7 separate regions of the Mus musculus genome follow, and all the other regions are linked to region 7. A link is a contact called in public Hi-C, promoter capture Hi-C and targeted proximity ligation data. All regions are on one chromosome and are shown on one strand. The core of a region is the stretch at or near the end of the contact, and the rest is flanking DNA. Distances in the headings are between cores, read along the strand shown. Region 1 holds the start of Spindoc (spindlin interactor and repressor of chromatin binding). Region 2 holds the start of Rtn3 (reticulon 3). Region 3 holds the start of 2700081O15Rik (RIKEN cDNA 2700081O15 gene). Region 4 holds the start of Plaat3 (phospholipase A and acyltransferase 3). Region 5 holds the start of Fen1 (flap structure specific endonuclease 1). Region 6 holds the start of Rab3il1 (RAB3A interacting protein (rabin3)-like 1). Region 7 holds the start of Bscl2 (Berardinelli-Seip congenital lipodystrophy 2 (seipin)).

Evidence for each region. Promoter capture Hi-C pulls out the DNA fragments that hold promoters and counts their contacts. A called contact is a pair of places that touch in the nucleus more often than the background predicts.
Region 1: a contact with region 7 is called in a Hi-C map of B cells, with 6 read pairs. A contact is called at or near these places in 4 of 39 promoter capture datasets (cranial neural crest, hippocampal neurons, liver and 1 more), 1 of 484 Hi-C or Micro-C datasets (B cells) and 2 of 130 datasets of targeted methods (differentiating embryonic stem cells and pancreatic cancer cells).
Region 2: a targeted proximity ligation map of embryonic forebrain shows a contact between it and region 7, with 4 times the contacts expected there. A contact is called at or near these places in 6 of 39 promoter capture datasets (the HPC-7 cell line, cranial neural crest, embryonic stem cells and 3 more), 1 of 484 Hi-C or Micro-C datasets (embryonic stem cells), 6 of 130 datasets of targeted methods (astrocytes, embryonic forebrain, embryonic limb bud and 3 more) and 1 of 9 other capture datasets (liver).
Region 3: a targeted proximity ligation map of stem cell-derived neural progenitor cells shows a contact between it and region 7, with 7 times the contacts expected there. A contact is called at or near these places in 1 of 39 promoter capture datasets (stem cell-derived epiblast-like cells) and 3 of 130 datasets of targeted methods (embryonic forebrain, pancreatic cancer cells and stem cell-derived neural progenitor cells).
Region 4: a targeted proximity ligation map of pancreatic cancer cells shows a contact between it and region 7. A contact is called at or near these places in 1 of 39 promoter capture datasets (hippocampal neurons) and 1 of 130 datasets of targeted methods (pancreatic cancer cells).
Region 5: a targeted proximity ligation map of oligodendrocyte precursor cells shows a contact between it and region 7, with 6 times the contacts expected there. A contact is called at or near these places in 3 of 39 promoter capture datasets (the C10 cell line, hippocampal neurons and pre-B cells) and 4 of 130 datasets of targeted methods (large pre-B cells, oligodendrocyte precursor cells, pro-B cells and 1 more).
Region 6: a contact with region 7 is called in a promoter capture Hi-C map of hippocampal neurons, with 5 times the contacts expected there. A contact is called at or near these places in 4 of 39 promoter capture datasets (the HPC-7 cell line, hippocampal neurons, liver and 1 more), 1 of 484 Hi-C or Micro-C datasets (pro-B cells), 1 of 130 datasets of targeted methods (pancreatic cancer cells) and 1 of 9 other capture datasets (embryonic stem cells).

What each region holds. Positions count from the first base shown.
Region 1 is chr19:7,381,608-7,384,841 of GRCm38.p6, forward strand. It overlaps Spindoc (spindlin interactor and repressor of chromatin binding), which reads right to left and starts at 1,419. Exons shown (of 6, transcript NM_001033139.3): 1 at 1,065-1,419. The coding sequence starts at 1,194. 1700105P06Rik (RIKEN cDNA 1700105P06 gene) reads left to right here and starts at 1,396. Exons shown (of 1, transcript NR_045703.1): 1 at 1,396-1,954.
Region 2 is chr19:7,481,579-7,484,776 of GRCm38.p6, forward strand. It overlaps Rtn3 (reticulon 3), which reads right to left and starts at 1,713. Exons shown (of 9, transcript NM_001003934.2): 1 at 1,361-1,713. The coding sequence starts at 1,505.
Region 3 is chr19:7,416,051-7,419,491 of GRCm38.p6, forward strand. It overlaps 2700081O15Rik (RIKEN cDNA 2700081O15 gene), which reads left to right and starts at 1,575. Exons shown (of 5, transcript NM_175381.6): 1 at 1,575-1,867. The coding sequence starts at 1,729.
Region 4 is chr19:7,555,699-7,558,799 of GRCm38.p6, forward strand. Plaat3 (phospholipase A and acyltransferase 3) reads left to right here and starts at 1,761. Exons shown (of 5, transcript NM_139269.2): 1 at 1,761-1,866; 2 at 2,234-2,297. The coding sequence starts at 2,283.
Region 5 is chr19:10,202,466-10,205,940 of GRCm38.p6, forward strand. It overlaps Fen1 (flap structure specific endonuclease 1), which reads right to left and starts at 1,928. Exons shown (of 3, transcript NM_007999.6): 1 at 1,630-1,928; 2 at 1,223-1,554. It overlaps Tmem258 (transmembrane protein 258), which reads left to right and starts at 1,737. Exons shown (of 4, transcript NM_026919.1): 1 at 1,737-1,799. The coding sequence starts at 1,797.
Region 6 is chr19:10,016,558-10,019,813 of GRCm38.p6, forward strand. It overlaps Rab3il1 (RAB3A interacting protein (rabin3)-like 1), which reads left to right and starts at 1,637. Exons shown (of 10, transcript NM_144538.3): 1 at 1,637-1,802. The coding sequence starts at 1,792.
Region 7 is chr19:8,835,757-8,838,789 of GRCm38.p6, forward strand. Bscl2 (Berardinelli-Seip congenital lipodystrophy 2 (seipin)) reads left to right here and starts at 1,711. Exons shown (of 12, transcript NM_001136064.3): 1 at 1,711-2,108. Gng3 (guanine nucleotide binding protein (G protein), gamma 3) reads right to left here. Exons shown (of 3, transcript NM_010316.3): 2 at 2,798-2,897; 3 at 1,173-2,515. The coding sequence starts at 2,896. The coding sequence ends at 2,387.

The DNA of each region.
Region 1 (3,234 bases), core at 169-2,668, 1.5 Mb before region 7:
TAGCTGCCCACTAAAGCTGAAGAATGAACCTCTGTAGATGTCTACTTCCCTCTCACAGTGATGAAGCCATCTTGGTTAAGCACTCTATAAACCAGCACAAGTAAAAAATAACCTGTGTGATGCACCAAACAGTGAGAGGAATGTGCCCCACCCCCCAATTTCCTAACCTTCCCTCCCATCTCCAAAAATGAGTTAAAGAAACACAATGACCAATTTGGTTCTCAATCTATTCTGGGTACTGTCATGCTTAAGGGAAACAGGTATTCCACCCTAAGGAAATATTTGCATTTTTCATGACTAATTATCTTCCACAAAGGTAGCTCTTTGTTTTCTCCTTTGGACCAGAGAGGCTGGGGAAGGAGGACGGGAAGGGAGAGCAATGTATTCCCAGATTGTCCCTCAAACACCTCCTTTGGTGACTAATCTCCATGTAGATGACATGGCTTGTTACCCACCCCCAAGCAAGTCCCGCTTTTCTCAAACGGGGTGCTACTAGCAATTCCATTCAAATGCCGGGTTTTAGACTTGACACCTGTGGCTCCTGAAACAGAAGGCCTAGAGGATTGAGGACGGGTGGAGGCTTCTACTTACTGGGTTATTTCCCCTCTCTGGAGGTCGCCAGCCGCGCCAGCCTTCACCTCCGTTATCACTACGGGGGACTAGCCTGGGGCCTAGAGGCCTGGTCGCCCCTCGGCCTAAGAAACAGACCGGAACCGGGAGACAACAGCCGGGCACAAACCACTGTACTGGGAATCCGGCCTCTACTCTGGGCCCGAGGGGGCGCAGGGAACCGGAAGACCTGAACCGCTCCTTCGGTGTGGATGGAAGTCTCTAGACCCTGAGCGGGGGAGGGGCGGCGGAGGAAGGGGGGCTCCGAGAGGCCTGGGATTCCAAACCCGGTGGGGGAGGAGCGAGGGCGCCGTAGCCGCGGACCGGACAGGGAAGGGCCCTCTGGGGCTGCAGATGCCGGCCCAGGGAAGCGCCTGGGGACCGGGAACCGGGGACCGGGACCTGGAGATCTAGTCCCGGACCACCAAGCGGAAGTGAGGTGTCCCCCCCCTCACCTCGGAGCATCGGCTCGGGCCGCGGGATCACGGCCACCACCACGGCCTCGTCGTCATCATCCCCTTCCTCACACTTGAGCGTCACCTCGAAGCAATCCAGAGCCGCGGCGCCCTTGGCTTTCAGGGCCATGGCGAGGCGAAGAAGGGCGACCGGATAGCCGAGGACGTTCGCACAGACCTCGGCGCACCGCCTGTGGCGGCCGCCTCCTGCCCCGGACCACCCCGGGCCCGCGGCTCGCCTAGCTCACCCGCCGCTCGCCCGGCCGCCCCGCCAGCCACGGGCTTCAACGCGTCACGACCCCGGGCGGGGAGGGTTCGATCCGGGGCCCCCAACCCCGCCGCTCCCTTTTATGGAGGCTCATTGTCAGCGTCCGTCCGGCAGTCCCGCCTCCAGACCAGGCTGGCCAATCACGTGAGGACACGCCCCCTAGCCCCGCCCCAGCCACAGGTCTGGGCCAGAACCCTGTGCAGCGCGTTTGTCTCTGGCCGGTTTGCTCGGCGGCGAAGCCTGGAGTTTTCCTGGGAGCGGCGCCGGCAGCCTTGGAGACCCGGTAGGGCATCCCCACCAATGGCTGGAGGAAAGGGCTGCTCGGCATCTTACTTCTTGGCTTTCCCCTGACTAGCTGCCTGCCTGGGAGGCAACACAGACGAGAAAAGACCGGTGGGGATGTGTGAAGGATACATAGGCTCAGAAGTGTGGAGACATCTCTTCTAATTTCTTTGGGCCTCGTTCCTTTCTACTAGCACATACGCTTTAGGGAAAGAAAAATCACTTTGGATCCTCCTAAACAAAGATTCTAGAAGATGAAGAGGACAAGAGTGGCGTGTGGGCGTGTGTAAACCGCTTCCGATGGATATAATTTACGTTAAAAACAAAACAAAACAAAAAACGTGAGTCCAGAGAGTGTGGCCTTTTCCCAGGACACAGCAAATCCCCTGAGAGCCTCCAAGACCGGGATCCGGTTGCTATGGCGCTGCTGCCTGGCATTCGTGCCTGAGTGAAGACTGTCACAATGGGCACTTACACTTCTGCATAACATCCCCTCCCCACACACATACACACACCAGACACGCTAGATTTCAGCTGAGAAACGGCAAAAATGTCTGGCACTCAAAATTCTGATTTTAAGTGCTACCAACAGTAATTATCAGCCCAGAAACAGTAATTGTGGATGATGTAGGAGGCTAGGGGACAGAAGAGAAACAGTTCACTTACCGTATATTGTGTGTGTGTGTGTGTGTGTGTGTGTGTGTGTGTGTGTGTGTGTTTGTGTGTGCGCGCGCGCCCTGGGCATACCCACCCCCCCCCCATCCACTGCATAACCAGCTTTTATTTTGTTGAGATAAGGACTCACTTTCATGTCAGTCTGACCTGGAATCTGTGTAACCCTGCTTGCCCCAAACCTTTTCCTCCTCCCTCCATTCCCCTGGCACAAGGATTAAAGGTCTGAGCTGACACCACATACAGCAGCCACAATAGAAAGAACTGAGGAAATTTCTATTACTTTGAAATGTACCCAGTACTAAAAAGATACTCCAAATCAAGCAATTTCCTAGGCCTGGATAGTTCTTACCTAAAGGCTGTTCTTTGCTTTTTGCCCAATGCCTCTGGGTAGGTAGTCTGTTCTGTTTTTGCAGTGGGCTGGCTACAGGACTCAAGCTTCCGGGAGATTGTGACTAAGGCCTGAAAGGCAAGAAAAAGAAAAGCCTGTTATTTCCCTCCCTCTGTCCCTCCTGAGTTCTAACTCCTCCTGAGCAGGTGAGGCTGTGTCTCCAGTGTCTTTGTGAGTCCTTGGTTTGTGTCACTTCCCTGTTGGGCTTCCAGCCCTTCTGTCACCCTGTCACTTGGGTCACCCTGTGGTTCCTATTTCTTGTTTGATTCCAAAGCGATGGGTAGCCCTAGTATTGCACCAGATTCTTATTTAATTATATATATTTGTTTTCTTATGGGTTGTGCACCAGAGTACTTGTCTGAAGGCTAGAGCAACAGCTTCGGGGAGCTGGTTCTCGTCTTTGTGTGGGCTCTGGGGATTGTACACTGGTTTGTCACTAGCCCTCTACCATATACTTAATAGACTAGTTCTTTGGCCATCACGAGTGTAAGTGACAATTTTGGAATTTTAGTTTCTTTGGGAAAATAAAACACAAAAATATAAGAATACTCCAGGCA
Region 2 (3,198 bases), core at 463-2,962, 1.4 Mb before region 7:
TCAAAATATGCTGCCTCATTCCCTTTATCTCCAGAAAACTTCCTCCCATACCATTTATCCAAATGGCCATTCCCATGGAGAATTCTGCAGGGCACCAAAGCTCTCAGACAGGTGGAAGGCCAGTATTAGGAAACATGAGAGAATATATTTAATGCTAAGATCAGGAATATTGTGTCATAATTCAAGACTGCGCTGGAGTCAACAAAGCATTTTCTAAACCTCTTAAAATCCTTCCTTTGACAAACCGAATTTTTCGCCAAAGACTCAGTTCTCTTAAGAACCACCACCTGCCAGTGGTGCATATTTTTCCTCAAGAAGGCATCTGCACTGCAGATCTCTCTGATCTGAGTCGAGCTTGCCAGTCAGCTCCCACCAGCAGGCAGACTTGTATACAAAAGAAACTAAAGGAGGCCGCCAGCGTCCCTCCTAGTCTTTTCACACACAAGAGAGAAGGGGGTTCAAGCAGCCCAGGCTTTGTCTGAATTCTTTCCCCTGCAGCAATCGTTCCCTTTTGTTATGCTGCTATTGAGAATAGGCCATCGAAAACAAGAAATCAAAACATGGTGATGGCTTGGCAAGACTGTATTTATTATCTTCTAGAATATAGCAACTGACTGCGTGTCCCCACCCCCACGATGCACCACCGGTGAAGAGCCGGCTGTGTTGCAGATGCAGCCAAGGATCCATCTTGGACTATCAGCAGCTCCCTCCCAAATCTTCCCATGCTATTCTCATCACGCCTCATCTACCTCAGAGTCTCAGAAAAAAAAAAAAAAAAAAAAAAAAATCTGGCATTCAGTTTAGCCAAAAACAGTAACAGAACTTCCTGATCCTTCTGGCGAACAAAAAAAAAAAAAAATTTTTTTTTGGAAGGCTATATCATCCATTTAAGATTGTGTCAACCGGTCTGCAAACCTGCAACGCCACCTTTTCCACCACTACCCCTCTCAAAATCCTAGCGACTTCATTTCTCCTACGTCCCACCTGTCACAATCCCCTGAGGCTCGCTAATCCTGCTCTAAGTCACCCCCACCCCCCGACCCACCCTAGGGCTCTCGGGCCTCCAGCACTCGATCCATTGGGTGCACATAGCCTTTCTCCGTTTTCACCCCACTGCGGTGCCCTCCCTTGCAGGGGGTCAGCGTCAACGCCCACTCTAGTTCACCACCCCGCCCCCAACCTGTTTTCTTCACACCCCGTTATTTCCTCACCTCGGTCCTTCGCTCCCCTCCCCCTTAGCCTGTTCCTCAAATGCCCGCCAAGAGACTAAAGCCGCCCACGGCCCAGACAGGTCGCTCGCCCCTTCCCGGAGACCCAGTAGCTCGCGCTCCCCAGGGACCAAGCCCCACGCGCGCCTCACCCGCACACGAGGAGCCGCAGCTCTTCGCCCCCAGGGCGGGGCAGGCTCCAGGGCTCCCGCCGCCGCCGCCGAGAGCTGACGGCTCGGCCCCGGAGGACGACGAGGAGACTGACGGGGACTGAGTGGCCGCTGACGACTCCGCCATGGCTGTACGAGCAAGGGCGGGAGAAGGGTGAAGAGAGACGTAGGGCGGGAGAGTGGGAGGGGACACAGAATAATCCAGCAGCTGGCTCTCCGAAGTTCCCGGCGACGCCTGTTCGGAAGACTGACTCCGACAGACTGACTGACTCAGCCGAGCTCCGCAGGGAGAGAAGGAGTGCGAGCGCGCATGCGCACAAAGAGCCTGGACGCGCGGGCGGCGGCCTCGGAGGCGCGCAGCGACGCAATGCGCAGGCGCAAGAACTGTCCCTCTGCGCTCCCGCAGGAAAGGACGCAGTGACTGGGCCCGCGGGTGGGGCAGGCCTCTCGGGGGTGAGGGGTAGGGGGTGGGGGAATGGGGGAAAGCCTGACGTAAGGGGCGTGGCTAAACTCTAGAACCGGCCCGCCACTGCAGCCCCTGCTACAGATTAACCGTGCCCAGTCTCCCCACCTTCCACTTGTTTATGTGAATGTTTTCTAGCTGGCAGATTATGTTTCTTTATGCCTTCATAAGCTACAAATTTTTTATTATAAATCCTAATTGATGTCTTTGCCTGATACGTACCAGCCTGTGACTCCAAAGAGTACAATATTTAAAGACCCCCCCTCTGTAATGTTCTTTTTGAATTATCTGGTCGTGTCGTAATATCGCCCCACCGAGGCAGGCATGGTACAGTCCCATGTTTGATAGGTGGAGAAAGATGCTAAACAGAATGAGAAACTATTACTCATTCCAATCACATTGCAATGCAGGCACAGAATCGGCTTCATATTTTTATCTTGTTTTTCTTCCCAAAGAGGCTTCAGGTTGTCTTTTCTCTGAGCTATGTTCTGAGCTACAAAAAACATACTTTGGAAAATAAAAAAGAAGCTGCCGAGGAAAGGAAAACCAGGAGAAAACGTCTTGGTTGGGACTGGGGGAATGGAGTGGACATGAAATGAGGTATTAAAAATGAGGCACAGATACTCATAATACTGAATTTTATTCATGTCCTAAGATGAGTCCCCCAAAAAATGACATTTGAAACTGGACATCAATTTATGTCAAATTTTGTTCTTTTTAAATTTTAAGTACATAATGATGATAAAGCTGTGGGATTTGATGTTGCTAAGTAGCAATCTATGACCCAAAGTGCAATTGCAGATTCAGCAAATTCTGTAAAGATGCTAACTCACAGAGGGAGCGCTAGGCAAGCAGGCTGCTGCAGATGGGGAACAAGCTGTGGACCGCATCTGTCCTAGACAGTTTTTTAAGGTCAAATAAAGCTCAGATAGCATCTTGGTTGTTGCAGTGTTCTGAAAACGATCCAGGATATTTCCCAAAATGACTCTGGAAAATATCTTACTCTGTCACTCAACGGCAGGCATCAATTGATAGTGCAGCAAACTGTCCCCCGATGCTGTTGAGTGCCAGAGAACGATGGCAAAGGGAACTGTATGCCAGTAATCAGGAATCCAATTACTTATTTTGGTGAATGCTTAAGTATTTTTTTCTTAAAGTCTATGTTAAAGTCAGGCATGCTGGATAGTTCTATGTTACCTTGAAATCTGAAAAGAGGGAACCTTGATTAAGAAAATGACTCCAGCCAGGCAGTGGTGGCACACACCTTTAATCCCAGCACTTGGGAGGTAGAGGCAGGTGGATTTCTGAGTTCAAGACCATCCTGGTCTACAGAGTGAGTTCCAGGACAGCCAGGGCT
Region 3 (3,441 bases), core at 325-2,824, 1.4 Mb before region 7:
CGGCATTCATCCGTCCCATGAGCATGTGGCTCTGCTCAGTCCAAGAGGTGAACTGAAGGGCAGCCAACCGTGGGAGAGCAGTGCTATGGAAAGGGACTTATATTTCCCCAAGGTGAAATCTCTCCCAAGTCATTCCGGAGACTACGTGTGAGTGTGTGTATGTGTGTGTGTGTGATTTCCACCAGTGACTCTTGTCCTCTTGGCATATACACTTCGGAGAATGGTTTCCTGTGGGTCGGGTAATTTAATAGTTTCCTTACTCCCAAGGGGCTGAAACTGTTTCCTTTTTATAAACTGAGGATGTCTAAGTTACCCGCATTAGTAGCAATCTTGTTCACTGCTGCATGTCCAGAGTGTCAGCTCTTGTAGCACATAGTAGGTGTTAAGTGTGAGAATGACTCCATGAATGGTGCCTTCTTTGACTGTGGTGTGCCTCCCCGACAGGGAGGGAATAAAACCCACTTCTAGACCCTCATGGTCTCTGGCATCCTGTAATTTGGATCTCCAGGCCTCTGCTTTGTTGTGGACGACTAACCAAAGGCTAAGGGAGGACCTGTTTCTCCAGCTGGCCCTGGCAGGACCCCAGGTTGCCTCGACCCTACAACCTTTCGAGGTTCCTTCTCCAGGCTTACCGGGAGCCTGAGACCTGAAGGTGTCCCTCGGCCGAAGCCAGAATTCGCCCCAGGGTTTTCCAGCCTAGGGATGCGAATCTCCAGCTGCCCATCACCAGGATCCCAGTCCCTTCTTTGCACCTTCGTCCTGTGCAGGAGCCCGGGGCTGAGCGGAGTGCCTCACCCGGTACCTATAGGCCTGCGGGGGCAGGAGCCTGAATCACCGCCGCAGTCTCCCTCTCTTTCCGGCTTCCAGCCCAGGGCCACCTCTGTTTCGGAACGCCGGCTGGCCAGGCGCAGCGTGCTAGCTCTCTTACACTCCTCTGCGCGCCCCTCTTCCCGGCTTGCGCTTTCGCGGCCGCCGCCCTCACTCTGGCCGGCTCCAGGGAAACCTCGCCCCGCCGCCCCTCCCCGGTAGAAGCCAGAGCTGCCAGCGCTAGCCCCAGGCTCCCGCGGGAGGGGGCGCGGCAGCCCCCACGGCTCCACCCTCTCCGCGGGGCCGCGGCCATCTGGGGCCCCTGCCAGGCGCGTCTGCTTGGGGCCCGCGCCCAGCTCCTGCGGGAGGACGAGGCACCCCGGAGAGGGGAACGGTGCCGCCGCACCGGGCGGTCCCCTGCTAGCGGGCTGCGGAGAGCCGCGCTCGGAGATGCCCCGAGGGGGCGGTGGCTGAAGCGCGTCGCAGCGGACTGGACACGGGCGCCCCTGGTCACCTCGGCGACTCTTTACCAGCCGGAGCTGCAGCTGCGGACGCGGCAGGGCGGACCCACGAGGGCGCTGAGGACCGTGCTCCCCGCGTCCGTAACAAGCGCCCGTTGCGGACTTGCCACCTCCCGCTTTCCCCGCACCAGCCCCCCGCGAGCTGGCAGGAGGAAATTGCGCGCGGCCCCTTTAAATTTACCCAGGAGCCCTTAAAGGAGCCCCAGGGGCCCCAGACAGGAATCCCCACCCCGGTCCAGCCCGCGCTGCCGAGCGAGCAGTCAGCCGTCCGTGCGGCCGGCCGCCCGTGAATGCGCCCCGCGCCCGGGGGCCCCGCGCACCGAGCGCCCCGCGTGCGCCGCCGCTGGCTCCGCGGCCCCGCGCCCCGCCGCCCCGGGGCCCCCGCTCCGCAGCGCAGCGCATGGAGCCCGGCGGGGACCACCGGAGCCGGAGCGGCGGCGGCAGGGGCGGCCCCGGGCCCGCAGTGACCTCGGCACGGGGCCGACGGCTGCCGCCCACCGCAGCGAGCGGCGGCACGGAGCCCGAGGAGGACGACGGCGGTAAGATCTGGGGCCGACGACCGGGGGTGGGGGGCCCCGGCGTGGGGGAGGGGAGGGCTGCGGCTCCGGGCCCCTCTCGGCCGCCGAACAAAGCGGGGGACGAGCGCAGGGCGGCTCGGGGCGCCACCTGGTGGGCGCAGAGAGCAGCTACAAGGCCCGCGGGGCGCTCCCTGCCCGTGGCGGGGTCTGCCCGCCGGGCTGGGGCGGATCCCTGCTCCTTAAAGGGCCCCGCGTTGCTCGTTTTTTGGGGGGGGGGGCAGCGACGTGGGAGTCGAGGTGCTGGAACTTGCGGCTCCCGCCCTTTCTCTTTCACACTCCCAGGTGGTCTGTCTTTTAAAGGCTTCCCAGTCCCTCTGTCCCTTTCTGAGGCTTTCCCCAGAGTAGCATAGCTCGGGATTCCGCTGTTCTCGGTTATGCCATCCCTTTCTGCGTGGCCTTGCTGGAGACGTGAACTCTTCCCTTCACGGTTACGCTACGAGAAACAAAGCGCAGCCTGCGTCCTGGGGGCCCCCGTCTGTCATACCCCACGTCGGGAAGGTCTTAGTGAGGGATGGGTTCGCACACGAAGGTGGATGCCCCACCCGTGCGTTGTCGCGTTTCAGAATCGATTTTGGCCCCAGTTTGTCAGCTGTACCAAGACCTGCCGGCCCTAGTTGGCCCTTAAAACCAACTGCTTTTTTTTGTCTCCCTTCTGTAAGGTTCATTGCCTTTAGATCAGCGGAGGTTCCATCCGTACTAGGGAGAGTGCTCTCTACTCTTTGAGCTCCTCTCCCTATAAGCCCCCGCCCCCCACCCCCCCTTTTTATTTTTTTGAAAAAAATCTCAGCTCCTCCTTTTTCTTTCTTTCTTTCTTTTATTTTTTTCTTCTTTCTGCTCTTAAAGGGCCAGTCTGCCTTAGATTTAACAGTGGTCCTGCACTGGAAAGATGCTTAGTAGGATGCTAGCTATTCAGTCAGTGCATTTGCAGACAAAGGCGTATAGGCCCAGAGAGCGGATGTGACTGACCTACCAAAGGTCACTGGGCAAGGCACCAGTGAAGCCAGATCTTGAATCTAATGTTTTTTCTATACCTCTACCTTAAAAAAAAGTAATGGAAGACAAACAAACAAAACCTTCAAACCAAAACAGACAAAAAAACCACCCCCAAACCAACCAACCAACCAAACAAAAAACACCCAAAAAACCAAAAAACCAAACAACTCCACACGAGGACAAGAGCCCTCTCTGATCCTGTCATTTGTTTGTCTGACTCTGGGATTCTGTACTGAGAGAATGCCAGAGTCTGCTTGTTTCGTCTTTGTGGCCAGGAGACAGTTTTCTAAATAAAAAATGGTCAGCCAGCACTGCAAGGAGGGCTCTGGGTGTCTTTGACAAAGTGAAAGAACACTAATGGTTGGAGAGGCCCCAGAAGTGCACACTGTTGGGAGGGCTGGCAGCAACCACATCCCTGCTAGCACAAATGAGATAAACTAGAACGACTTAATGGGTGTGATGGGTGGTGGCTGCTCCCCAGTCTGAAGAGCAGTCGGTAGTCACTCTGCTGGCCCTCCGACCTCCTCTTTTCGGGTCATTGT
Region 4 (3,101 bases), core at 511-3,010, 1.3 Mb before region 7:
TCCATGAGGTCCCAAGAGTCACTCCAGGATCAGAAAGAACTATGGAGTGTGAGGAAGAGGAGGGGACAAGGACCCCAAGAAGCAGCTAGGGAGGAAAAAGAATAGTTAAACTTTGCAGAAGTGTTTACGTTAAGTGAGAAATCGGAAAAGGCGAGTTATTGCTATCCTTTTGGAGTGGTGCTGGGAGTAGAGTCCAGGGCCTCTGGGTGATGGTTTCTTTCTGTTTTAGTGAGAGAAGCCATCATTTGGGAATTTCGATTCCTGATTTATTTGTTTGTTTTGCTTTTGAGACAGGATCTTACTGTGTAGCCCCAGCTGGCCTTGAAGTCACAGAGATCTTCCTACCTCTAACTCCTGAGTGCTGGGTTTAAAGGCATGTGCCACCATGCAGAGCCTCATCTTCTGCTTTTAAGAAAGAGAAAAGAACACTGTACAGAAATGAACAGTAGCCATGTTTGTCCAGAATGCTTCTTTTTCTTTTTTCATTTGTGCAATGGTAATATACTGTTTTAAACATCTAACCTTTTATGTTCATGGATTTGATTTCAAACACGAATAAAGTAATCTCTGAATATTGAAAAGGAAATCAAAAGAAATTACATATTTCATGTTCCTCAATCAAAATGCCAGGGAGTGTATTTTTTTAACTCCTTCAATTACAAAAATGTTTTGAGATTTATTTTATGAGTGTAACAGAGCTTCAGACTTAGTGGGCCCCAAGACTTTAGCACAACTGACTCCATGATGGAAGTATCATTCAGGCAGACAGCACCACCTGCCAAAGCTAAAACAGAGGCCAGGTGTACTAATCTTATTTTTGGCTTCTGTGAGCCTGCTTTTGGCTAACTGTTCTTGTTAACTGAAGAATGCCAACCCAGAACATGGTTTTTGTGTTTAAAAGCTCACTCTGAGAAAAGCTAAGTGCTACACTGAACACCCACTGTAGTTGACAGCCAGGCTAATAAAGACTTTCTATTGGCTGAAACCCCTGTGCAAGCTGTCTTCTCTATGTGTGTTTTGTCAGTATGTGTGCACATGTACCAGGTCTGTACCTCATGAGTAACAATGTCAAAAGAAGGTATTGGATCCCCTGGAACTGAGTTAATCATGGTTGTGAGCCACCATGTGGATCCTGGGAACCATCCGGGGCCCTTTGCAAGAGCAGCAAGTGCTCTCAACCCCTGAGCCAGCTCCTCAACCCCACATTACTGTTGTTGTCATTATTTTTATTTTTATTATTATATTTTGGATTTTTGAGGCAAGGTCTCTTTGCATAGCTCTGGCACCCTTGGAACTCACTATGTGGAGCTAGCCTCACAGAGATGGGCCTGCCTCTGCCTCCTGAGTGCAGGAAACAAAGGCATAAACAACTACATCTGGCTATTATTATCATCATCATCATCATTATTTATTATTATTATTTTGGAGAGAAGATCTCAAACAGTAGCTCAGGCTAACTTTAAACTTATGGCAATCCTCCTGCTTCAGCTTGTCAAATGCTAGGATTTCAGGCATGTATTACTCTTAAAAAATAGCCTTTTGGTATGATTCATGTACAAAGATTAAATGTAATTCGACATAACATGTTCTTCCATGAGGAGTGTGTATAGGCTGTCAAGGGCTGGGGAATCTGGGGCAGAGGAGCAGAGAGGCGGGAACGCAGCGGGAGGGAGGCATCTAAGTGACTACTGAGTAGTGGCATGCCCTTGGCGACGCTCTCATTAGCCAGTTACAGGAGGAGGGGCGGGGTGATCTGGCTCAGCCTGGACTCTGCGGCCATTAAACCAGTCCCCATTGCGCTGGCCTCCACTTGCCTACTTGGGGCGCGAGGAGGTTGGAGAGTTTTTTTCTGGGACCCAAGCAAAGGTGAGAAGCCCGGGTGCCTCTGCGGGTCCCCGAGGGCTGTCTGGGAGGCGGAGAGTGTTTCGGCTGCGTAAACAAGCCAGGCGAGAGCTGCCACCTGTCTGCCATCCGCCGTACGCGGAGAAAAGGAGCCAGGGGCGCACGAATGCCTGCCTGGCCAGGAACCCTGCTGGTGACCAAGGATCCCGTGAGCCGCTTCTGCCCTACAGAGAGGGATTTGTCTATTCAAGGGCAAGCTCAGGTCAGAGCGGAGGAGAGCGAGAAAGTTGGAGAAGTTTGGTGGAAGTTTCTGGAGGGCTCTGCTAAAAGCTACCCTGCTCCTGGAGACTTGCTAGAGACTTAATGAGCTTTGCTCCCCTCTGTGTCTTAGGCATCCACGCTGCTGCTAAGCTGAAATTGAAGCTCACACATCCTGGAAAATGCTAGCACCCATAGTAAGTACAGCGTGAGAAGCCAAGGGTGGGCCAGGGATGGGTGTAGTGTTTTAATGGTGACTCTTGTTTTCTCCGGGTCTGACTCGCTGTTTTGAAGAGAGGAGCTTTGTAGTGAGGAAGCTACATTTGAACCCTTGGGGGATCAGGTATGAGCTGTGGGTCAGCTGCCACCTGTTGAGCCTCAGCAGTTGGCTGCCACCCTGCTTGAAACATGCTCAATAGAAAGCAGTAGAGGGGGGGAAGTTGGGGGCTGGGTCTTCTTACCAAACCCGGACCCTGGGCAGGTTCCTGGGTCGAATGTCTGAAGTTGATTCTGCTTATTTTTGTCTTGTCAGCTGACCCATGGCCATCCCTGCTGCCAGCAAACACTCAGCTCTGGCTTTTCCTTCATTTCTTCCCTCCATCCCCCCTTCTCTTTTCTTTCTGATTTTTGTTTTGCTTTTGTTTTTGAGACAAGGCTTCAGGTAGCCCAGACTGGCCTCAAACTTCCTATTTAGCGAGGACAGTTTCTTCCTTCTGGTTTCTCTGCCCCCACCTCTTGAGTGCTGGAATTATAGGTGTGAGGCCCCATACCCAGTTTTGTGAAGCCCTCCTGCATGGTAGGCAAGCACTCTACCGACTGAGCCACATCCCAGCCCCCGGCATCTTTGTTAACCCATGATGTCTTGAGATTGGAACAGGGCAAATGTCTTCTTCATTTTAACAAGACTGTTGATTTGGTTCAGGTTTTTGCAGACAACCCTCTTGGGATTGTGCTCCAGCTGAGTACTGGTGTGGGATTATAATCAAGTTCAAGTTTATTCG
Region 5 (3,475 bases), core at 678-3,177, 1.4 Mb after region 7:
AGTGGGTAAGAGCACCCGACTGCTCTTCCGAAGGTCCAGAGTTCAAATCCCAGCAACCACATGGTGGCTCACAACCATCTGTAACGAGATCTGATTCCCTCTTCTGGAGTGTCTGAAGACAGCTACAATGTACTTACATATAATAAATAAATAAATCTTAAAAAAAAAAAAAAAAAAAAAAAAAGAAAGTCCTGTCAATTGTTCTAATTTGTTCCCAGTCTTACTTCACTGTGTCTTTTCTGAAGCCCAAGTGGCCCTGTATAGTCCCCTTCCTTCCTGACTACAAACACCTCAGCACACGTTACTTGTATAGCACAGAAGCCTAGTGAAGAGGCCTGCTTCTCTCTTTGGTCTTCTTCCTGCCCTCCTTCCTTACTTCTTCCTGGTTCGTATTACTGTGGTTCCTCTAAGAATACAAGCAGCAAAAACTCAGTCTTAAGGCTAAAGACTGTAGCTCTCCCTGGTACAGTGGCTTGCCTAGCATGCATGGAGTCCCATGTTGAATCCTCAGACCAGAAATCAAATAAAAAACTCATCCTTGAATCTGGTATTCTGTGTGTGGGTATAACAATGGGGACTGAGCTAGAGCCCTCACTCCTGCTAGCAAGTGCTCTACATCTTCAAGATTGTGTAACACAAGTCACTTCTGAGTTGTTAAATAAGAATGAATAACCATTTCTGCCTTGCAGAACCGGTCAACCAAAAACCCAGATGGAATACACACATCACCAGATGCCGTGCCATGTTCCCTAGTCAACCATATGGTTCACACCTCACTTACTACGTTGCTAGAATGAATACAGGCTATTACCACCCATCATGTCACACAGAGGGAAACCTGTTCTGTCCTGATAGTCTCAGTCCCGCCTCCACAGGACCTTCCAGATAGCAAAGCCTTAAATGAAATGGCTGCAGGCAGGATAAAAACACACCTAGTTCCCCTGCTCCCCACTCCCCAGAGGCCTACTGATTAATCACCGTATTAACTGGGCCCCACTGTTCTACGGAGTCTTCCAGACTTCCCTTCACCAGAAATGTCCTTGGGGCTTTTCCAACACCTGCCTCAGTCAGAAATACAAGAAAGCACTGTCTCTGGATGTCAGCAGAACATGAACCCATTTCCTTATTAAAGGCACAGAACTTCCCCGCTCCATACTCCTCACAAGGGCCCTAGGATGAACACGCTCTGGTCTCTGAGTCCTCACTGGAAGGAGGGTACTACCTTCTTCCTACCGGCGAAGAGGAATGTTCGGAGCAGAGCGAATGGCCCAAGCCCGGGCTGCCCGGTGCTGTTCCCGCGGCTCTGCCGCTTTCAGAGACGCTTCCGCGAGACCTCACCCCGTCTCGAGTGCACGAGCCTTAAGCAGCTAGCAGTGGTTTGGAGTCCACAGCGTTCTCTGGACAGTCCCGAGCCCGTTCTTTCAGTATCGTTCCCAGCTTCGCCGCCTTCCAAAGCCCGCGCTCTCGTCACGTGATCTGCCAGGCGCGAACAGCCTCCTGGGAAATGTAGTGTATGCCCCACCAGGTCCGATAGCAGCTTTCATAGTGGGCGTTCTTTCTGGGGAAAAAATGAATTAAAACCTAAACTTCACACCACCCTTTCCCACAGTCCGACTCCATGCTACTCACAGCAGGTCCGCATAGTCCTAGTTCCCGTTACTCCTGAGAACATGGGACTACAAGTCCCACAATGCCACGCGCAAGGGACCACATCCTTTTCCTGTTGCTCAGTGCGCTTGCTCCTGCCGACGTGTTCTTCCGGTGGCGGATCGGTGGTTTATCCTGTGCGGGGCAAAATGGTGAGATGATGGGAGTTAACGGACAGTGCTGTGGCCAGGACCTAGGGCTCTTGTGTGCCCGGTCCTCACCGCGTTCTTCCGCGGAGGCCTCAGTATGGAGTGCCCGGTGGGTGGGACGCCGCTGAAACTCTAGTTTGAGTTAGGGACGGGAAAGCAAGCCCCTTACCGTGTATTCCTCAGGCTGAGGTTTCCATCACAATGTGCTTATGATGTTGTTGACTATAATTCTGAAGGTCACAGGGTGCACTTTGAAAACCTTCGCGTTTTTATTTTTCTTTCTTATGATCAGTTATCTCTATCTGGAAGGATTCCCTTGCTGAAATCTTACTTATCCCGCAAGGCCCTTGTATAAATACCATTTCCTGGTAAAACACTTGTAACTCTCATAGGTACTTGTCTTGTCTTCTGGGAGCTCTCAGTCTGTACACACCTCTTGCCACGTTTCCTGGACTTCTTTTTTTTAATCTGCCACGCCTCCTAGTGACCACCATCTGACGTGCATCTAGTTCTGGGATGATGTCTATTCGTCTTTGTATTCCTGTTGCCCAACACTGGGCCTGCATTTGGAGGTTCCATAAATGGCAGCGATTGTCCTTGGCTCTTTTAGGGGGGAAGGGGGACATAATTGTTTACTGAATTGAATTCCTGTGTCTCCTAGAACAATGGGCTCAGTCTACTTCTCTGGAGTTGTTATGTTCTGGACTTTAGAAACATTGGCAAGAAAGTGACAATGGAAGTTAACATTTGTACAGAACTTTACGTTTATAGCCCTTTCACAGGGATTATCTCATCGTCTTCTCTGCAACTTTAGGAAGGAAACAAATACCTATTGAGCAGTTACTCTGTGCCGGGCAGTAAACTAGATGTGTCAACATTCATCTTTCTCCAATCATGCATCAGCCCTGTGACACAAACAGTGTTATAACTACTTAACTCAGACTGAGGATTCAGTAGGGCCAGAATTATCCCAATTGTCTTCTGCCAGGAGATCCCCGTGGCTCCCCCCTAAGGCAATGAAAAGCAGTACTCCTACATTAGAATTTGAGCTGTCTGTACTAGTGTAGGCTCCGGCTTCCTGTACAAATTAACGGCTTAGAGTCTGGACACAGATCCAAAAGCAGTGGGAATTGTGGGCAAGCGTTTTTCTTTAGGTGTCTTCCCCCAGACAGATCCATGACTTACATAGTGATCATTAGCTAGAAACCCCTAAGAGCCATTATCCTCTGACTCTTAGCTGCTCTTATCTCACTGAAAGTGGCTGCTGCCATTCTTTGTTGTTATTGTTGTTTGTTTTATTTCCCAGTGTTGGGGATCACACTTAAGACTTCATGCATGCTAGGCAAATGTTCTACCACAAAGCCTGCCACGTCCCTACTTTTAAGATGTGATGTAGAGCTAGGAGATGGCTCATGGGCAAAGGGTTTGGTGTGCAAGCCTGATAGCCTGAGTTGGATCCTAGAACCCACATTACTTTTTAAAATCCAGGTGTGGCCAGGCGATGGTGGTGCATGACTTTAATCCCAGCATTCAGAAGGCAGAGGCCGTCAGATCTCTGTGAGTTTGGGGCTAACCTGGTCTATAGAGTGAGTTCTAGGACAGTCAAAGCTACCCAGAGAAACCCCGTCTCAAAACCAAACAAACAAAAGCCAGATGTGGTAACCCCAGAACTCACACAC
Region 6 (3,256 bases), core at 387-2,886, 1.2 Mb after region 7:
CACTCACCAAGTCTTTGTTCCTATAAGCTGAGATAGGAGCATCTTGTCTTTCTTTAGAATACTTTATTACGTGTGTATGTTCATTTGTGGATTTCTACACACTCATGCAGGTGCCCACAGAGGCCAAAAGAGGGAAGAAGAGGGCATAGGATTCCCCTGTAGCTGGAGTCAGAGTTTTGAATTGCCTGATATGGGTGCTGGGAACCACACGTGGGTCCTCTGTAAGTGCAATGCATACCCTTTCTGGCTGAGCCATCTCCAGCCTAACTCTTTTTCTGTGTTGTGTTGTGTTGTGTTGTTTGGGGGGGGGGGTTCTTTTGTTGTTGCAGGGTTTTATTTTGGTTTGTTTTTTTGGCTTTTTGAGACAGAGTTTTTCTGTGTAACAGTCCTAGCTGTCCTGGAACTCACATTGTAGAGCAGGCTGGCCTTGAACTCAGAGATCTTGCCTGTCTTTGCCTCCAGAATGCTGGGATTAAAGGTGTGTGCCACCACACCCTGGCTTTTCTGTTTTGAAAAGAGCCACTATTAGTTGGTGAAGATGGGTCCTAGGCAAGTCAAGGTTCTGGCAGTAGAGGTCCTTTAAAGCAGGTCTCCCATTCTCCTACCATTTACCATACTGGAATTCCATAAGCCAAGCGTGTGGTCGTAGTCACTGAGGGAGCTGAGGAGAAAGTATTAGTTCAGCCCAGAAGCTGGAGACCAATCTAGGTGGTACATGACCAACACCCTCAGAGAAGAGGGGGCTAAGGGAAAGGAGAGAGGGAGGCTGGGGTTCCAGCCTGGAGAATTTCTTCGTTTCACGTGGTCCTTAGCAGTTCAGAAGGGGCGGCTGTTGTGTAGATGGATGAGTGAAATGTGTTCTTACAAGCCCAGGGAGCACTGTAGACGCTGCCTGTGGGAGCTGGTCTAGCAGTACTCAAGGAGAGGTTGACTATGGGCTCTACTTATTGGATCCTGATCTGAGGCTGAACTTCATTCAGGTCAGTGGTTAGAGCCAGGATAAAAGGAGGGCATAGGAACTGAGGGACAGGTGACTAAGCTTTTTACAAATCTTTTTTTAAGTACCTGGGACAGACAGGTGCTAGCGAAGTTGGCAGAGACGTCTCCTGTGCTTAGGATGGCTTGAAAGGCAGGGACGAACAGAGTATTCAGAGATGCAAGAGGAGGGACCTGGAAGTAGAGCTGGTAAGATTGGGCCAAGGTAGCGCTCTCTTAGCTTAAACTGCTCAACGAATGATAACTTGTTCAGGGTCTGCCCCGCCCCCTTCCCAGAAGCCCAGTGTCAATCAGGGATTGATGCCATCTAAGAGCTCCAGAGACCGGTAACAGGGCTAGAAGTCTGAATGAGGGTACAGGAGCTGTTTGTCCACTTTGAGTGACAATCTGAGCGAGAAACAGAGCTGAGACCACCCCCGAGAGCCATTGTAGGTTCTCAAACAAGGGTGGACCAAAAGTGCAAGGCAGAAAGTGATAGGGAAAGGCGGAGGCCAGCTCTGGATGCAAGATGATGGAACCAGTCCCGTTCACTCTGGCGGGTCATTGTCCCCAGGCAGCAAGAGGGACAGGGCTGGGCCGGCAAAGGGGCGGGACCGGGCACGTGGCCTGGGGCCCGCCTCTCAGACACGTGACCCGCCCAGGGCAGGGGAAGGGCTCCGGTGGGGCGGAGCCGCAAACCCAGGGCGGCCAGCGGGACAGACTGGCGGTGGAGCGATTGACAGGCGGCAGGGCAGCTCTGGGGCCCCCGGCAGAGTTGGCGGCGCGCGAGGACGCGGCTACGGCGGAGACGCTGGGATGTGGAGCGGGTAGGTCCCTGCACGCCGGTGGCTCTGCGCTCCGTCTGGGCCGTGCTGGCCTCCTGGGATGGGTGAACAGGGGCTCACTGCTGTTGTTTGCACCCCACTTGGGAGATAATCTGTACTCTCAGCCCTGCCTGCAGCAGCGAGGTGCATTGTAGCATGAGGACACACTGCAGCCCGAGAGCTGAAAGGACCTTGGCAGGACCGATCTGAGTTGCCCCAGGGTGAGAAGGGTGACCCCCTCCAACTCCTAGCTCCAGTGGAGTGCATGAGAGAAGTGGTAGTGGGGGTGGTGCATAGTAGTATGCATACCTCAAAAGTAAATCTGGGGCACGTATTTAAAGGAGAGCACACCCATGAACTCTGGAGAAGCAGTGCAGTTGAGAAAGCTAGCTGTGTCTCTCCAAGGTCCATCCCTAGCTAGTTGACTAGAACCTTCTGATTCAAGATGTGAGGTGGGTGGTACCTTCCCACAGTCTGGAGGGAGATAGGCACAGACCCTGAGTCCTGGGTGAACCCCTTTCCCACCCCTCATCCTCACTTCCATCTGTTAGGGCCATCGGTTCTTGAAGCTGACTCCTGTTCTTGGCCAGTCTAATAGGAGGAGACCTTGCTCCCTGTTCACATAGGTTGATGTTCTTTCTTGTCTAAATAGACAAACGCCTCCTCCTTCCAGGACTGCAAAGACTAGGTCTTGCGGTTGTTCCTGCTAAGGACTGTTTCAGGATAGGCAGAGGATAGGCGGAAGGAGGAGAGCCCTGGGGAGGGGAACAGGTGAGATCTATTTACTCTCACGGACCCCAGCTGATTGGAGTCGAAATGCTAGGGGAACCATGCAGCTTCGACACGGCCAGGGCACTAGAACTGAGCTCCTGTGGGGTGTGGGCTGGCTTGATCTTTTAGAGGGAGCAGAAGTCAGCCTGTGTTTCTTGGAGAGTTGCTCCAGGGAAGGAGGCTAGCTAGGCTTGGGAAGTGTTTTGGGTGGGTTCCTGGTGCCTGCCTCTGGTGGAGGCAATTGTGCTTGGAGGAATGCATGTGCCTGGGGCTGTGTGTTTGAGGAGCAGCCTGGTCTGAAGGAAGCTGTGAGCCTTTCTGCTGGGTGGACCGAGACAATTGCTGTATGGCCCTCAGGGTAACAACACCCCCTTCTCTGGGTTGGAGCCAGCTTGAGCACTTTGGGGGAGGAGGAGGGTCAGAGGAGATGTCAGGTGTCCTGTCTCTCTCTGTATTCCCAGGTCTCTCACTGAACCTGGAACTTGTTGAGCCAAGCTGGTGGCGAGTATATGCCAGTGATTCTCACGGTGCTGTGTCCCCTCGCAGTGCTGAGCTTGCTGGTGCATATGATGACCACACTGGGATCTGAACTTGGGTCCTCAGGCTTACACAGAGAGCCTTCTTACCCACTGAGCCGTCTTCCCAGCCCTTGGACATAGGGATCCGAGTCTGAGTGTCTAGAATGT
Region 7 (3,033 bases), core at 461-2,960:
CTGTCTCAATCCACTGATGGTCTATTCCTAAGATTTATACCCATGAATGTTTTGTCTGCATATATCTGTGTGTACCATGCTTGTGTCTGGTGCATGCAGAGTAGGAAGAGGGCATTGGATCCTCTTGAAGTGGAGTTAAGGTCAGTTTGTAAGCCACCATGTGACTCCTTTGAGAACCCTCTTCTAGCCCTACTCTGAAACAGCTTACACCTTGTCTGTACGAGTTGCTAGGCCTGGTTCTCCTCAACCAGATAGTCACTCCTAATTTGAATAGGTATCAAATTGCATGAGAAAACTAAGATGGGTATTTTAGAGGATAAGGTAGGGCAAGGATTAACCTAATAACACATTTTAAGCACTTTTGGCTTTTTACCACATCTGAGCTGATAGAGATTAGTCTTTTTAGTCTCTTGCTACTCCCTGTGTACAGTTTAAGCATATACACATAGAAAAAAACATTCATTAGGTATTAGGCACCTATTGCATTCTAGACATTGTAAGCAGGCAGGGATTATAACAAGGATCCTTCCTGGGGTTTTCACAAGAAAGAAGGAGCAAAGGTTATAAAATACTGAAGTCTGCGTGTGTGCGCATGCACGCGCTCTAGAGAGAGAGTGTGCAGGGTACTCTTGTGGAGTCAGAAAAACTCTTGAGTTCTCCCCCACCACCTTGATGGTTGAAACTCACTGGGCCTGCAGTCAAACACCTGTACCTGTTCAGCCATTTGGTTATGACACCCAGGGAATAGTTAGACCTTCCTACCCAGAACGATTTGTCACCTAAAACTAGAACAGCCGGGCATGGTGGCGCACGCCTTTAATCCCAGCATTCAGGGAGGCAGAGGCAGGCGGATCTCTGAGTTTGAGGCCAGCCTGGTCTACAAAGTGAGTTCCAGGACAGCCAGGGCTATACAGAGAAACCCTGTCTCGAAAAACCAAAAAGAATAAAAACAAAAACAAAACAACTAGGACATTTAAATGTAGCCCAGGATCCAAAACATATATGTACGTTCACTCAGACCAAAAAGCTTCTAGGCGGTGGCCTGGATCCCCTAACCCTTTGCCGGGATCTCACTCTAGGAGGCATTCTTGAGACATGGTTTCCAGTCAGACGACATTCTGAACCCTTGTGATGTTTTCAGTTACCTTGAGGAGAAAATAAAAAAGCCCCAATTCAACAAGAAAACAAATTTATTACTTATTTAGATCCCACAGAGACCAAGGAACAGGGTGCTCCAAGATGGCCTGTTTAACACATTTGTGTTATTACATACACCTCAAAGGGAACCTCTACTCAGGCGAGATTCTTATGCAAAACTCACTCTGGGCTTCTTGGGTCCCAGTCCTAGTGACTGGTTGTTTTAAGTCAGGATTTCATTGTGTATTGTGTGTCGTCGTGGCTGGCTTGGAACTCAGAGATCCATCTGCCTCTGTGTGTGTCCAACACCTCCGGAGTGTTGGTCACCACACTGAACTTAAGAACCCATGACTGCTTTAGGTGTCTCCCCATCCCCACTCCCCGTGATTGGTCTCCAAAGCATGTCTAGTTCCAGATTCTATGGGACAGAGAACCTGACTCTGACTTTGAGAGGGCAGGGGCAGCCATTTTAAGACCAGAGGATCGCATAAGGGATCGTTCCCTATTGGGAACGCTGGGGACCGCCATTTTAAGAGCACCCTCGGCGCGTGCCTCCATGCGGGTACGAACAGGCAGCCGCCATCTTGGGCATTGGCTGCCGCGCCGAGTCGCCCTGTCCCGCCCCACGGCCTCTCGGGCCACCTCCCCCCGGGGCTGCTGTCCCTGGGCCTGCGGAAACCCACCCTGCTCGCCCTTGTGTGGTTCTCGCCGCTTACGTTGCGCGCTCGTGTGAATGCTCCGCGGCTTCTGAGCGCTCGTTTTAACAACCCCCCACTGGGGGCGCTCGGGCACCTTATACTTTGCGATCTCCAATCCTTACAATGTCTAACGGGCTCGACTGGCCCTGTTCCCTGGATATGGCAAGTGTATCGATTAAGGATCCTCTTTCCCAAGAACGCTAACACAGACGTTGTCCTCTGAGGCTCTGAATGACTTTATTCTTCAAATGCCTTTACCTTTCATAGCTCCAGGTGAGCACCCGGGCATCCCCCTCTCCATTGCCTGAACGGATGGATCACCGAGGGAAACAGGCAGGATTTTGGCAGTTTAGCGGGGTCCCTTTATAGATAGAGTAGAAGGTGCTTGGAGTTAGCCTGAAAGGGTGAGGAGATGGGGTAGACATGGGTAAGGAGGGCCTTGTGCTTCAAATAATCTCCGGGTAAATGCGGGTAGAAGTGATCTACTACAATTTCCAATCTAAGGGCGGGTCTGGGAGGGGGCGATGAGTTCAGAGGAGGTCCACCGCTCTTCAGAGGAGCGCACAGAAGAACTTCTTCTCCCGGAAGGGGTTCTCGGAAGTGGGCACAGGAGTGATGAGGGGGTCCTCACAAGCGTGGGCATCACAGTATGTCATCAGGTCTGCTGCTGCCTTGGACACCTGGAACCCAGCCAGGAAGGGATACATTAACCAGAATTCCTGAAAGGGACTGCAGTTCTCTTCTCCAATAGACTATCTTTTTGTTTCTAGTGCCCTTTGAGACAGCCCTCTCCCCCAACGCCAGTCCTCGGGAACAACTTTGCTGACAAAGCCCAGTTTCTGCCACTGACCTCAGGGTGTCAAGAAAAGAAGCATCTTTTCTTGGGGGGAGGGGGGAGGGGAGGGTATTGCAAACCCACAGCTGAGCCCTGAAGGGCTGATGGGAGCCAGGGTCGCACCCACCTTTATCCGGCACAAGCTGGCCTCAATCTTAAGCTGTTCCACCATCTTGCGTGCTTGACCAATACTCATAGTGCTGTTAACGGGGGTCTCCCCTTTCATCCTGGAGTAAAGACAGTCAGCTGAAACACTCAGCTCTTCACAACCACACACCTGGGATTGTGCCCCCATTCTCCAGTGGCCATCCCAGGTTTTTTTTTCTTTCTTTTTTTTTTTTTTTTTTAAGTAGGGAGAATGGA